Regions from separate parts of the Ovis aries genome. Here region 2 is linked to region 1. The links are chromatin contacts, called in public Hi-C maps. All regions are on one chromosome and are shown on one strand. The core of a region is the stretch at or near the end of the contact, and the rest is flanking DNA. Distances in the headings are between cores, read along the strand shown. Region 1 has its middle 40 kb from the start of DMRTA2. Region 2 overlaps FAF1 (Fas associated factor 1).

Region 1 (3,735 bases), core at 531-3,030:
AGGCGCTTCCTGTCTCCCACTGAGTCAGCCGGCCCTGGAAGGAAAGGTCACAGGACCTGATTGTAAGTCCTGGCTCTGGCCTTCCCCGGCTGTAGTCCATGTGCCAAGTCACTGAATCCCTCTGAGCCTCAGGTTCCCCATCTGTAGGACAGAGGGAATATTTTCAGCAGCACCAAGCAAACATGGAAACTAAGGCTCCCCTCCATGTTTTGAGATTATTATTTTTCAATAATCATTTTGTTACAGGAGAATCTCCACTAGTATTTATATAGAGCAAAAAAGCTGTTATTACTCCCAGAACATGATACAAAAATTATCTTTCATACAGCAAAAGAAAAAAAAAACTAACAAGATGAAAATGTCTTCATGTTATAATTCGCATTAGTTTTTTTAAATTAGAGCATTACAATTAAGAGATTAAATTATCAATTCACTTGGTATATTTAGGAATTAAGTTACAGAATGATACAAATCACAGTCTAGTTCAAAAGTTACTCCCCTTTCCCTTGTGAGTCATTTGTCCTGATTGTTCTTTTTATTTATTTAAAATTAATTTACTTATTTTAATTGGAGGCTAATTGCTTTACTACATTGTAGTGCCTTTTGCCACACATTGACATGAATCCGCCACGGGTGTACATGTGCCCCTGTTCTGAACCCCCTCCCACCTCCCTCCCCATCCCATCCCTCAGAGCCGTCCCAGGTCCCAGTGCACCGGCCCTGAGCGCCCTGTCTCATGCATTGAACCTGGACTGGTGATCTATTTCACATATGGTAATATATGTGTTTCAATGCTGTTCTCTCAAATCATCCCACCCTCGCCTTCTCCCACGGAGTCCAAAAGTCTGTTCTTTACATCTGTGTTTCTTTTGCTGTCTCACAAATAGGGTCATCATTACCATCTTTCTAAATTCCATATATATGCGTTAATATACTGTACTGATATTTTTCTTTCTGACTTACTTCATTCTGATTGTTCTTTTAAAATTCTTTTTATTTCCTAACACTGGATTTTACTTATTTGTCTTGTTTATAATCTGATGTCCAAATAAAATGTTAGTCCAAAAAACAAAAAAAAAGATACATATACTTTTAAAGTGTGATGTGCCAACCAAGTTTAAATTTTTACCACTAATTAGGATTCAGATTTCAGAGTAGGGGAACATTTTGGTTGATTTTGTGATATGTATAAAGGTTAAAAAGGGCAAGGGAGGAGGAAGATATCTGTAAATAATTTCACAGAAAAAACTTTATAAAAACAGATAACTAAGTTTTTAAATGGATAAAACGTTCTAACCTGTTGTCACAAGGTAGAAAAACACAATAATTGTTGGCGTTTATGCTGAGTGCTAGTCTAGCACGTTATATCTGTTGTTTCATTTAATTCTCACAACAACGCCGTGAAACAAGTAAGGAAAGTGAGGCAGCGAAGTTAAATAACCCAGCCAGGAAGCTATCTAGTGAGGATTCCGCGTCCTAACAGTTGACCACAGTCCTCTCTCTTCCCCAGTTCCCTCATCAATGAAAAGGGTTCGCAGTAATCACAGGCTCAGACAGCACCTAGAGGGGTCACTGTCAGGATTAGCAGTGCTGGGCTCCCCTGTGGCTCTGGGGCTTCCAGGCGCACCTTTACTGGACGTCTGGCTGCCTGTCTCCCCTCTCTTCATTTTACTGCCTTCACTTTCATCTTTTGTCTCTCTGTGTTTCTAGCCCTCTCTAGGTCTTTCTCCCTGTCTCCTTACCCTCTTCCACCCCCATCCCAAGGCCCTCTGTCTTCTCCGCCTGTCCTCTGCTGCCCCCGTGTGGCCCAAAGTGGAAAGGCAGCTCCTCCCGGGCCCCACCCCTTCGGGGCTCCGCGCACCTGAGCGCGCAGCTGGGGTGAGCCTGGTGCATCCAGATGTGACGCCACGCTGGAGGCTCACCCTCTGCCCGCTTCAGACAAGGGTGTGGGTTTGGCACTCAGCCTTGGACTTGGCTCCGCCCGCCCCCTGCCCCCGACCTATCTGACCTCATCTAGGTGCAGGGGACAGAGGCCTGGCTCTCGCCTCGGTTCTGTGTGACTCCCCCCACCCCCCAATTTCCCGCTACCCGCGAGTACGCTGCGCTGCCCGGCTCCTTCCTGAGCTTCAATTCCGAGGAGGGCTCTTGCCTCTGAAATGCAGTGAAATTTGAACTGAGGAACTGTGACGGTTTTTCGCTAGCCTCATCACCCCAAGGACCGCTCTCTCCCGCCACACCTAGTGGTCTCCCTTTTAATTGCTGCGGTTGTAACTGCAGGTCGAGGTGGTCACTATGCGTACACAGAGGAATTTATTCGCCTTCGTGATGTGAAAACACGGGCATCTCAGGATACCTTTCTTACACTACCCAGCCCGTTCGAGGTATTCTCCCGTCGGAATCCTGATGAACATCCTCTTCTTAAACTGTTTTATATGATTTCACAATATTTAACTCACGTGCTTAAATATATTTTAAAACTGTGTGCCATGTGTGGTCTTTGTAGAAAGATTAGAAAACCCAGCAAAGGACTTCCAACTAAAGATGACAGGCTGGACACGTCTGTTCTTTTCCTGACATTCCACTAAAATGACAGCAAAAAGATTTGATTAATAGATTTAAAGCTGCAAGGACTTAGTGAACAGGAGAGGAGATGCCAGCAGCAAGGAAGCTAGGAACTCATTTGAGTCAAAAGACTTCAGAAAGCTGCATGATACACCCCCAATGGTCTACGCAAGAAACTGGGTTTACATTGGGAACCCTCCAAAGGCTCAGGCACTTCTAGAAGTAGGTGGGCTGGAAAAAAAAGGACAGTAGACAGACCACCTACTCAGCTCAGCTACCCCATTCAGTTCCTGGGTTGAGAAGATCTTGGGTTGGAAGATACCCTGGAGAAGGGATAGGCTACCCACTCCAGTTTTCTTGGGCTTCCCTGATTACTCAGCTGATAAACAATTCACCTGCAATGTGGGAGACCTGGGTTCGATCTCTGGCTTCAGAAGATCCCCTGAAGGAGGGCATGACAACCCACTCCAGTATTCTTGCCTGGGAATCCCCATAGGTAGAGGAGTCTGGTGGGCTACAGTCCATTGGGTTGCAAAGAGTTGGACACGCTGAGTAACTAAGCACAGCACACAGGGAGTTAGTGAAGGGCAGGGAAGCCTGATGTGCTGCAGTTCATGGGGTCACAAACAGTCAGACATGACTTATCAACTCAACAACAATATTTCCTAAGGCCCACTTGACTTCACACTCCAGTATTAGATTTTATTTTTATTTTTATTTTTTTTTGAGTTGGCACTTTTATTTTCTCAGCTGAATTTTATCAACTTTCATCAACAATAACATATTCTCAATGCTTTGCTCCAAGAATAAATGGAGTAGAGTTAATTCATAGGATTGTCAGAAGATCAAATTGCCAAAAATCTCTATACTTTTTTTTTTTTAGTTTTTAGATTTTAATTTATTTTTATTGTAGTAAAATATACATAAATGCTACCATTTTAACTATTCTTAAGTGTACAACTCAGTGGCATTAATTCCATTCATATTGTGGGGCAAACATCACTGTTATCCATCTTCAGGACTTTTTCATCATCCCATACTGAAATTCTGTACCCATTAAATACTAACTGCCCGTTCTCTCTTCCCCTCAACCCCTGGTAACAACTGTTCCACTTTCTGGTTCTATAAATTTGGCTATTCTAGATACTTTTTATAAGTAGCATCATACAATAT
Region 2 (3,735 bases), core at 774-3,273, 320 kb before region 1:
AGAAGAAAAGATTGATTTGCCTACTGTAAATCCTAATCCCAGGTGTGGAAAAGGATATAAAGTCCCTGAAATCAAGCCAACTTTTCTTGGAAACTAATTCTTTGTTGTCCATCTTGCTATTGCAGAAGCTCCTGTTAGACAAAATATCCACTTTGCTTTGTAGATGTCATACAAATTTAAGGAATATACACATGACCCAGAATAATAAGGATTAAAGAAACAAAGTAATTTTGGTTCTGAATCATGGAGTATTCCATGTCTCATACAGCAGAAGGCATGATGAATAGCTATTGGAATTGTTTAAATTCTTTTCTGAGTTTCACTTTATCCTAAAATTCTCACTGTTCTTGTTAATGTTGATTTATTTCTTAATGGGAATTAAAGGGAAAAATTGACAACCTATAAAGATACATCTTGGATGAAATAGTAGAACATTTTACTACTAATACTAGTAATTGTTAAGTAGGAAGCTACAAATTTGAATTAGCAAGTAGAAGTAAATTAAATAAATCATACCAGTCCTTGAAAATAATGTCAGCTAAATAACTGTGAACTCATGAGGCTAATTCTGATTCTGCAAATTGAAATTCCTGTTAGGGTTTTGTGTGCATTTTTCTTTTCCTACTTTCTTAACTTGCTTGACTAACATATATTTCAAACTATTCTCCTTTAGTGCTAGAGGTTAGTACCAGTAATTAAATATGTAGTCTTTTACAGGTTATACTAAGGAGCAATTTTCTAGTAGTGTATTGACTGTAACTTCTTAACTAATGTGCCCTTTCTATATATGTTTTAGATACAGTTTGTTGGTTTGTTTGTTTTCCAGTATGGAGAGTGTAGGGGCTGCTGGCACAGAACTGAAGAGTAGGGAGTTGAGAATGTTCATATGCAATAGGATAAATTAAATTGTGTGCTTAATTAAAAATTTAAGTGGTTTATTTTTATTGCAAGATAAATGACATATAAGCTCAATTAGAATGAACCCATTTTAATTAGCATGTATCATAGTCTGATTTTTTTTTAATTTGAAATCACAAATGATACCTAAGCAAGAATAAAAGATAATTTCTTAAGAAACTGGGCAGTGAATTCAAGCCTTTATTCAGCTTTCAGGAAAGGAGATTATAAGTTTCTTTTAAATATGCATGTATATTATAAGTTTCACATTGCACTTTATAACAGAGATGTGTTGAAGTTATGCTATTTCAAATGAATAAATAAGTAATGATCAGTTTATAAATATTGGGGTTTTCTGTGATGCTTAATAAATTATCTCCTTAGGAAATACATTTAATATTTACAATGCAGCCATTAGAACTGACAAGTCTTTCTCTCCCTCTGAAAGTATTTTAAAATTATCTCCATTGGGCTTTTTTTTTTTTAGCCCATGTAAGTATTTCTTCTCCTACATTTCAAGAAGATAGAAACAATGAAATTTTGTTAAAAAGTTGACAGAGGTTTAGACCTTTGTTACTTAAGGTACGGGTATTCTAACAACTTCTTGGCCGACTGTATTTCATCATCTGTGATTTGTGTGTTGGTAGGTTTTAAATGCCTGTGGTAAGAGATATTATGTTCAGTTTTCAGAAACTAATAAACATAAGACATTTTTATATGCAAGAAAAGGCAGAGAGTAAATAATTGCACTGGTGACCAATACTGTAATAATCCTGTTTTACAATATGCACTTGACAGGTTGTAATAGTGCTAATTGAAGAGACTAATTCACACTTGCTTCATTCTATTCAAAGGCAAAATCAGCAGCTTGTTTTGCTTTTGACCAGATGGTCCTCATGAACACCTACTGTGCACTTTAAGTGCTTTACTAGAATTACAAAGGCTGGGGGGCTGCGTTCGACTCCAAATGATTTGAGGAGAGAGGGAGAGAGAGAGGGAGGAAAAAAATCCCTCTGTGCTCAATGGATTTGGTGCAAGTAAATTAATTCTAGTAGACCCATTACACACTGAGCCCCCTTTTCAAAGCTCTGAGCCTCCTCGCTTGCTCTGTAGCAATGAGAAAGAGAAAGAGAAAGGCAGATTACTGCAAACAGAAATAAAAAAAAAGGGGGTATGAAAGGGAGAAAAGAGGCCTTGAAGCCTTTCATATCATTTGAGTTTTTCAAGTGCGTTATTTTTGGGGAGGGTGGATGTCTGAAAAGCCAATTGGAGTTTTTTTTGTTTTAAAGTGCGCTATTTAAGCACCATGAATATAGGCGCAAGAGCAACAGTTGACTGAGTTTACTGTGGTGAAGCTTTGTGTTCGAGGATGAATCAAATTCATTATATTCAACTCTTTGTGTTTTAACATGAATGTAGGGTTAGTTTCACAAGACTGTGTCTGTTTAGGATAATTATAATTTAATATTTTCCTTTCATAAAGTTATCACTGTAGATGTCTAAAATTTTAATCAAAGCAGATTTTGTACATTGACTTTGAAGCACCCTGACAGTTTAAAATTCAAAGGAAAGCTTTTTTAGTTTTCAAAAGAAAAGAAAGGCTCATTCTAATGGCATTGAAGCAGAGATTATTATAACTAATTAGAAGTCACACATCTGTTAGCTTTTGGTTTGTGACTTACTTATGAATTTTTTGAGTAAAATATATACTTAAAAAATATATCGCTGTTACTGAGTAAACCGAAAGGGATAAAATGCCCTTAAAAAAGAACCAGTTATTTGAGCCAACCATTTTTCCAGATCTCCACATGGTACCATAAAAATATATAATGTATTAAAGTCCATTAAATGTAAATTGGACTTGTGTAATTAATAACCTTAAGTTCAAATGAACTTCCAAATTGTTTTTGCATAGCTCTGCTTAGCATAATTCTGATTAGTAACCAAAATTATTATAAAATTAGAAAGAAAGTAAAAGCAAACCTAGTTTGTGCAAATTTATAGTTATTTTTTATTCTTAAAGCTGTTTGTGTACAATTCTAACTTGGAATACTGACAATGTAAAATAATTAATTCTTATTCTAAGGTATATGGATTAAAATACAAAGGATCACATGCAAATTATTTTGTGCTTTTTTATATTTTGGGCATAATTCTCTTATGATATATTTTTGTTCCATGGTTTACTTTTGTTTAATGGCACATATTACACTGTAATCAAGTTTATTTTAAATATAGCCATTAGCAAAGAACAGCAGAATCATACCAATAGTATATGACTTATGTGATAATTATAAACATTTTACAAAAAAATAAATGTCTAGAGTTTACATTTTGGCATAATGTACCAATATGCTTTATATGTCAATATGTTTTAGTTATATTCTTAGAAAATAAAATATAGAAATTAGACATATAAAATATAGAATATTTAAATATTTACATGTTTATCTAAAATATAGAAATAAAGACAACCACAAAAACATTTAAAATTTTACTTTTCAAAGACCTTTAATGAAGAGGATAGCATGCTGCTTGATATTTAAATTAAATTAAATTAATTTCCTATTAATGCAGTCATTACTTTGGGACTTGTTCATTCAAATATAAATTGTAGGCTGGAGAGGAATATAAGGGGAATCCCCAGACTTTCAACTAACAAAATATGCAGTGAAATTTATAAGCAATGAAGTGTTAATGAATTGATATTGTTGGGGGAAAAGAGATTTCAAGAAAAAATCTGAATGATTAGGGGAACTTACTGAAAAAATTTTTTTTACAGTAGACTATTTAAAATAAAGGTAAGACTACTAGATTCTCTTTCTTATAGGTACCATA

The links. Hi-C and Micro-C count contacts between places; a contact is called where the count stands out from the background.
Region 2: a contact with region 1 is called in a Hi-C map of hypothalamus, with 4 times the contacts expected there. The contact joins two enhancer-like sites. A contact is called at or near these places in 5 of 16 Hi-C or Micro-C datasets (hypothalamus, liver, muscle and 1 more).

What each region holds. Positions count from the first base shown.
Region 1 is chr1:24,876,871-24,880,605 of ARS-UI_Ramb_v3.0, reverse strand. No RefSeq gene overlaps it. Among named protein-coding and RNA genes, the nearest start is that of DMRTA2, 40 kb to the left of the region's middle. Within about 2 kb of position 1,780, at least 1 of the 54 cell types and tissues checked has an H3K27ac peak or open chromatin away from gene starts, as enhancers often do. A contact at or near this core is called in hypothalamus, where this site is marked.
Region 2 is chr1:25,200,154-25,203,888 of ARS-UI_Ramb_v3.0, reverse strand. All of the region lies in intron 8 of FAF1 (Fas associated factor 1), which reads left to right. Among named protein-coding and RNA genes, the nearest start is that of FAF1, 230 kb to the left of the region's middle. Within about 2 kb of position 2,023, at least 5 of the 54 cell types and tissues checked have an H3K27ac peak or open chromatin away from gene starts, as enhancers often do. A contact at or near this core is called in hypothalamus, where this site is marked.